Regions from separate parts of the Sus scrofa genome. Here region 2 is linked to region 1. The links are chromatin contacts, called in public HiChIP or PLAC-seq maps. All regions are on one chromosome and are shown on one strand. Each heading gives the region's core, a stretch centred on a gene start, on an enhancer-like site or on the middle of the called end of the contact. The rest is flanking DNA. Distances are from core to core; before and after follow the strand shown. Region 1 holds the start of MAP4K4 (mitogen-activated protein kinase kinase kinase kinase 4). Region 2 holds the start of RPL31 (60S ribosomal protein L31).

What was found. HiChIP or PLAC-seq counts read pairs in DNA pulled down with a chosen protein or histone mark.
Region 2: a contact with region 1 is called in an H3K27ac HiChIP or PLAC-seq map of alveolar macrophages. The contact joins the promoter of RPL31 here to the promoter of MAP4K4 in region 1. A contact is called at or near these places in 1 of 5 promoter capture datasets (fetal liver), 1 of 47 Hi-C or Micro-C datasets (embryonic fibroblasts) and 1 of 2 datasets of contacts at active chromatin or transcription factors (alveolar macrophages).

The regions. Positions count from the first base shown.
Region 1 is chr3:52,647,906-52,651,616 of Sscrofa11.1, forward strand. MAP4K4 (mitogen-activated protein kinase kinase kinase kinase 4) reads right to left here and starts at 1,575. Exons shown (of 29, transcript XM_021087163.1): 1 at 1,362-1,575; 2 at 937-1,002. The coding sequence starts at 1,418. It overlaps LOC106509759 (a long non-coding RNA gene), which reads left to right and starts at 740. Exons shown (of 3, transcript XR_001307587.2): 1 at 740-1,023; 2 at 2,258-2,396.
Region 2 is chr3:53,293,641-53,297,351 of Sscrofa11.1, forward strand. RPL31 (60S ribosomal protein L31) reads right to left here and starts at 1,747. Exons shown (of 5, transcript XM_005662362.3): 1 at 1,642-1,747; 2 at 1,150-1,256. The coding sequence starts at 1,256.

The sequences.
Region 1 (3,711 bases), core at 325-2,824:
CAGATAACTTTGAGAAAGCTGTTCAGTAATAAGAAACAAATCAGGACTGGGGAGAATTTCACATTTGTTTCAAATTCTCAAGGCTTCCCCCTCAATTACCTACAGCTAACCCTCATTTCCAGAACAGCAGGGCTAGTCATATCTGGTGTCCAGGAAGTCTTCAGATTTGTTAGTTTCATTTACTGTTGGGGGCAAGTGGGGGGAGGGGGTGCTGTTAGAGAAAGACCTGGGGTGGGTGTGAAATCTGGGCATCCTCTTTGCTCAGAGGCTCTGCCTCTTTTCTGTTTCAATTACACACCTGTCAAACAGGTTATTCCTGGAATTTAGAGTGCATAATCCTCACACTGTAATTCTTCCTGCTCCTATTGCCCAAACACACATCCCTCCTGACTCCCCAAAACATGTACCCGTCAGTAGAATGTATGGTAGTTATGGAGTACTCCCAGGTAACACCACCAAACTCTGCTCCTCATTGAGCGCCTGGCCAGGATTCAAACGAGGAAACACGAAGACGATTCTCAAGGAGGCCAAAGCAGTGGTTTAGGATAATCACAGGCGAGGCCTGCCTATCCAGAATTTTAATTAACACACAAACTCAGAAGGCCAGATTTGGGAGAGACAGGGGGGAAAAAAAAATGTAGATTGATGCAAAAATGCTTTCCCATTTCCTTGAAAAAAAAAAAAGAAAAAGAAAAAAAAAAAAAGGTGCATGCCTAAGAGTGGAGCTTATTTCCTTATCTGAGAGCCAAGAAATGAGGTCTTTTAAGGCCAGTCTGAATATAAACTCTGCTGAAAACAGCGGGACGGCGAGGCCGGACCCCTCTTCCAACTTCGGCTGAGCCTCCGGGCGGCGGCGTGTCCAATCACCCTCCCCGTCGTCCCCGGATCAGAAGTTTCAACCCGTCCCCGGGAAACAAAGGAGGCGCCTGCACCGACCTTATAGACTTGTCCATAGGTGCCATTTCCCACCACTTCCACCAGCTCGAAAATCCCAGCCGGATCCTAAGGAAGAGAGGAGGATGGGTGAGCGTTGGAAAGCAGCACAACAATGAATAAAAGAAGCGGGGCAGCGGGAGAGAAAGGGCGGTGACCGAGGAGGTGGGCTTCGCCCGGCGCGAGGTGGCCGGCAACTGGGGGCCGCGATAGGGGCCCGGGGCGCGCGGGGTCGGGGTCCGGGCGGCGGCGCAGGCGGAGGGTCACGCCCCGGACCCCGCACACGCCGACTCGGGCAGACAAAGGGGCCGCCGCGCCCGCGGATCTGCCCACGGCGGCGCCCGAGCGCCCGGCCGGCCAGGGCGCGGCCCCGCTCCCGGCTCCCAGCGCCCCGCTCCCGGTCCCCCGGCCCCGCGGCGGCCACTCACCCGAAGGGAGGACAGGTCTATGTCCACCAGACTTTTCGCGGGGGAATCGTTCGCCATTTTCCCTTCTCGTCACCCCCAAATCGACCACAATCAATTCGTCTCTGGTGTGTCTCTCGGAGTCGCAGGCCCGGCCGGGTGGCGCGGGCCCGCGGGCGCGGCCGGGGGCGGCAGGCGGGAGCAAGCTCGGGCGCCGGGCGGCGGGCGGCGGCGGCGCTCACTCCATGGCCGGGGCGGCCGGCAGGCCCCCGGGCGTCGCCCGCGCCTCAGGCCCCGGCCCCGCGCCCCGCCGCGCGCCTGCACGAGCGGCCCGGAGCAGGGGCCGCGGCGCCGCCGAGAGTGGAGCCCGGAGCGCGAGGCCGCCAGACAAAGATGACCAGGAGGCGGAGGCGGAGGCGGGCGCGAGGCGGGGGGCGGGGGGCGGTGGCGGCGGGGAGGAGGAGAAACGGGACACCGAAAAGAGATTCTGAGGAGAGCCAACAGCTCCCCCTTTCCTCCTCCGGCAGGAAAAGCGGGCGGAAGCGCGCTCGCGCCTGGAGCCGGGCCGGGGGGGGGGGTCCGCGGCGCGGCGTGAATATTCAACAGGGGTGGGGCCCGGACAAAGGCCGCGCGGGAGCCGGGGTCTCGGGGCGGCGCGGGGGAGGGGGAGCACGCCCTTCCAGCACCCGCGACAAAGGCAAAGCGACCCGGACCCCCGGGCGCAGGGCCGGCCGACTCCTCCCTCCCGGAGCCCCGCCCCGCCGCGCCCGGCTCCGCCGCGATCCCCGCGGAGGAGGGTCCTCCAGGCGCCCTCGCCCCCGCTCTTCCCATCCCCTCCCCCACCCCCGGGTTCTAGTCGCTTAAGACCCTCATTTCCGGTTTCCCTACCTGGTTTCCTTGTCCTTTCTCTCCTTTTCCAGGCTACACCGAGGACCTGGTTAGGTTCGGGATTCACGGAGCATCATTTGTTTTGGCTGCCCGGTCCGGAGACTTTCGCTGGAAACTGAATCTCAAACAGCTCCTCTAATTGCCTTGTGTTGAGTACCTCGCTCAGTAAAGGTGAGCACCGTATTGGGAGCCAGAAGTGTTAACCCAAGTTTAGTGCCTAGAGATCACTGAGGATCCATCAAAGCTGGCTGCTTCCGGCAGCTTTGGCAGCCAGGCAGCAGTTAGGCAGTTTCATCCTATTAAACAAGAATATATGGTCTGCCCAACGGTCATTTGTGTCACATCACTCCACTGACAAAAACTTTCCGTGGCTTCCTATTACCTGCCAGACTGTGAATACAAGTTCTCAAACGTGAGCGCACCTTTGGAAAAACACTGACCGCCGACCCCACCTCCGGAGTCTGCAACGGATCACACTTTGAGAACTGGAGCCGCACTGGATGAAAACCCAAGGCCCTTCCAGAAAGGCTTCACAAACACGACCATCATTATCTACCAGTTCTTGGTTTACATGTAGTATCAATTTAATCTCTCCTTTAGCCCTAGGATGATGTTATCCTCATTTTAGAGAAGAGGAAACTCAAGTACTGAAAGAGAAGGAATTTTTCTAAATTCCTTAAAGGCATTTAAGCCTGGAAGTGGCACGGGGATTCTCACTAGCCTATCCCCAAAATCCAAATCTCTGACTCAGCCAAATTAGTCTTCTACCCAGAATGTTTAGCACTCTCCTGCCTCCCAACAGTTTGGTTTCCAAGATTTTCCACTATTGAGAATTTCTCAACAGGCTAAAATATCTTCAGGGAGTCCTAGAATCCATTGGTTAGGAAAATCGTAGTAGCCAAAGTCTCCCTATGAATTTAGTAGTGCTTTTAAATTATGTTGTTTTTTAATCTACCAACAGCAATGGAATTATCTATGAGTATAAATAATTTACACAGAGTTGGACTGGTGCACATATGACCTTTCAGACCATAGTACTAGTAATAAGATTTTAGGAGTTCCCACTGTGGCACAGTGGGTTAAGTATCCAGCTGCAGCAGCTCCGGTCACTGTGGAGGTGCAGGTTGGATTCTTGGCTCCACTGGGTTAAAGGATCCAGCGGCATTGCCGCAGCTGTAGCTTAGGTCAGAGCTGCAGCTCAGATTCAATCCCTGGCCTGGGAATTTCCATATGCCATGGGTTGGGCTATAAAAATAATAATAATAATTTAGTCGTATTTACTATTAATAATAGGTAACACATATGGGGTCCAAACAATGTGCTAAATCCTTTACATATACTATTTGATTATTCTTCACATTAGTCCCAAATGGTAGATACTCTTACTTTTCCCACTTTACACATTAGGAAACCAGCGTCCAAAGAAATCAATTGACTTGCTTAGTATTCACAGCTGAACCTAATGCAGAAACATACAGGCCCCCCA
Region 2 (3,711 bases), core at 497-2,996, 650 kb after region 1:
GAGAGAATGTGGTTACAAGCTGCAGTAATGCACAAAAAGGGCACCGTTGACCCAGAAACCCCCAGAGACCTCAGGCTTCACACATGGCCAACGCTTGGCTGGAAACGCCAGGGCTAAGAGACAGTGCCACACATTTAAATCCCTTTCGAAAATCAGTTGTCCTGAGATGAGAATGCCCAGACAAGTTGCTCCCCAGACTGGTGCCTGAGTATTTTGCAGCACCACCCTGGCTCTTAAAAACACTCCAAATAACAGCACTCGATGGATTTGGTCTGTTATTACTAGTCAGCACCGTGTGCATAAAAGGGGGAACACGCACAAAGCTCAAGAACTAAAAACGAATCCGACTAGCATCCATGAAGAGGCAGGTTCGATCCCTGGGCCCGCTCAGTGGGTTAAGGATCCAGCGTTGCCAAGAGCTGTGCTGTAGGTTGCAGGCCAGGCTCGGATCCTGCGTTGCTGTGGCTGTGGTATAGGCTGGTGGCTACAGCTCTGATTGGACCCCTAGCCTGGGAACTTCCACATGCCGGGTGCGGCCCTAAAAAGACAAAATAAAAATAAACAAAGAACTATAAAAACCACACCCCAGGGAGGAAAATCAAGAACTACGACATTCACAGTCATTCCCAACGTCCTTGTATATCACATATGCAGCCAGCGTCTTCTCCACAAACCACTGCCCGCTAACTTCAGAACACTTTCTTCTCTGGCCTCTCCAGAACTTCCACATCCAGCACCACAACTGGACCAATATTACTTAGTACTTAGCTGTGTGGGTGGGAGAACTAAAATTACCCCATTGCAATGTTCGGACTCTGGGCCGGACCTGGCGTTTTTAGTTACCTGGTTGACTTTACTGGACTCTGGAGACAGTGAAAAGGTCTACTCATCCTCACACACACGTCTCACCCCTAGACCTGCCGGGTTTAATTCGATCAACACAGCAAGAAGTAGCATCGATTTACCACCGCATCTCCCCAAGTAGGCTTCCCAGAACCCTTATTTAGGCGTTAACCTCCATTTCGCTTTAAACCCTACAAACAGCCTTCGATAAGGTCTATGCAGTAAAGACTTGGGCTCTTGAAGAAACGGTTCATTTCTAGACCCCGCGCGGTCAGAAGACACTGGCCGAACGCAGGCATTACTCACACGCCATGGATGCGCTTGTGAATGTTGATCGTGTACTCCCTGGTTACCACCTCGTTGATGGCGGACCGGCCCTTCTTCTTCTCGCCACCCTTCTTTGCGGGAGCCATCTAGACCCAGGCGACAAGGAGGCTCAGAGTGAGTGGGACAAACCCAAGCCAAGTCCTTCCTCCCGGCCTGGCCTCGGGACGCTTCCAGGGGCAGAGAGTCCGGCCAGGTCCCTGAAGGCCCACGTCTGGGAAAAGCCCGGCGGGCCACGGCACGTCTGCGCCCTTAGACGCCCCCGCCCCCGGAACCCCCTGCAGCCCCGGCTCTCCTAAGCCGGCCACTCTCCCTCACAGGCTCCGGGAGCCCTTAAACGCAACGCAGACTCCCGTGCCCCTGGAACGCGGAGGCCCAGGTCGGCTCAGGAGAGAGCCCCCTGTTTCATTCGACACAATCCCAGGCGAGGATGGCGCCGGATTCCTCAAGCTGGGAGCCAGCACCCATACTCACTTTCCCCGGCCCTGGTTGGAAAGGAAGAGCGCAAGGGTTTGTGGGAGAAGGAAAGCGGCGTCGCAAGTACAATTTCCGGGTCACCTGGAAGGGTGGGCGGGGGGAGAGGCTGTGACGTCCACGGCGCGCGCCGCAAGAAATGCAAGCTTGTCTCGAGGGCGGGGCCTGAGCGGGGCCTGAGCGGGCCGCGGCCGCGCGCTCGAACGTCGCCCTCTCTGCGTCGTTTCCTACCGCCGCGTTCCAGCTGCCTGCGCACTAACAAGGGCTTTTAGAGGATGCCGGAACCTAGGCCCCCAGGAGGAGCGGACCGAGGCGAGGCGAGAAGATGCTTTTCTGGTTTTCCCACTCTCTCAGCGATCGGCCAGGCTAGCGTTGCCTGAACCTGTACGCCAGGCTGGTGGCCCTGGAGATGCTCCCGTCGAGCAGGGCGGGCTCGCGAACCGGCGTCCTCGCAGCCCGGTACCCGGGAGCCTCACGCGGAGGCTGCTGTGCAGCCGCGGGCCGTGGGTGAGGGTGGCTGGGCTAGGAGTGAGGAGGAGGCCGAGGAAAGGTTTGCACAATAAGTATTTTTAAATTAAAATTGACAGTTTATAATTGGCTATATGAAATGTCAGTTTTGGAAGCACCGTTAGTAGAGTAGTTGACAAATCACCTTGGAAAGGAGTAAAATACTGTATACGACTTTTACATCGAAGAAATCAGTGTGATTTCATGACCTTAAAGCAGTATTTGTTTTCAGCTCTATCACACGCAAATGGCCCCATAATAGCAATAGCACTTTTCCCCAACACCTGGAAATGAAAAGAGAGAAATCTGACTTTGGAAATGAAAAGTGAGGAATCTGACGCCAGCACGTCTGGTGTGAGTTGACCGCGTAGCCACGTCCCAGATCCCCATGCCAAACCGATGGGTTGACAACTCTGGACCTTAAGTTGGTCAGAAATTGCATTCTTTTGTTGCAGGCAGCGTGGGTATGGTAAGGTCCTTAAACCTAGGGAGGTGTAAAATTTTATTTGCTGAGTTAACTGGAGCCCTCGAAATGTATGTTAAAACTGGACCATTGAGAAGGCGTGAGAATGATCATGGAATAAAATACAAGACAAAGTTAAATCTGTGATATTCACACCTTGCAGCCAGTTCTGATGTAAAGATAATCAATTTTGTTATATTTTGTGGGTCCTTTTTAGAACTCTTAAATCTGTATCAGACTTGAGATTTGAATTAAATTCTTACGAGTGTTTCTATCTGTAATCTCTTTTCATAATTGGGGAAATTTTTTTTTGTAAATTCCTAAATATCGACTCATCTGTTGTTTAGGTAGTATGTGATTAATATGGGAAATGTTGACAGTGTAATGGTTAAAAGAATGCTAATTGATACCTTTTTAAGATCAATAAATTGGACATTACATGACTTACAGTTAGTGGTGATATCTTTCCAGGTACAAAATTCCCTCTGACAAAAATGAATTTACCAGCGTGGAGGATAAAGATTTTCAGTTTGTGTCGATGTGTGGGTCATGGCACCACTGAAAAAAATGGGGACATTGGGAGAGGGCAGTTGGTTTTAAAGGATATTGAGTCATCTACTGAATTAAATTCAGGAACTTTTAAGTGTATAAACATTGGAGTATACATTTTAAGGCATGCATTACTTTAGTGAATATGCTAACAGGTTACCCTGCTTCTCCCATAACTGGACATTGTCTGGTTAGGCAAAAATCCTAAGGAGATTTTCTTGTAGTGTTTCTAATGAGCTTTTATTTTTCCCAAGAAACTAAAGCTTTTCCACAGATACCATAGGCTGGATATTTCAGCTATTGAATCAACCATGTTATGCTAAGAGAAGTGAAGTATACTGTGGTTTGTCTTGGTCATATGCATTGTATAAAGTTCAATGTATGAAGTGCCTTGTATGTGTCCAAAAAAAGCTACATATGGCATTTCTCTAGGGGATCTAAATTAGTTATATCTCTAGGTTATTGATGGCTGACTTTAAAACTGTCAGGCTTCACATCAAGTGAGGAGAGAAACTGAAGCAATTTTGTACCCAGCACCCACATTTTACCAG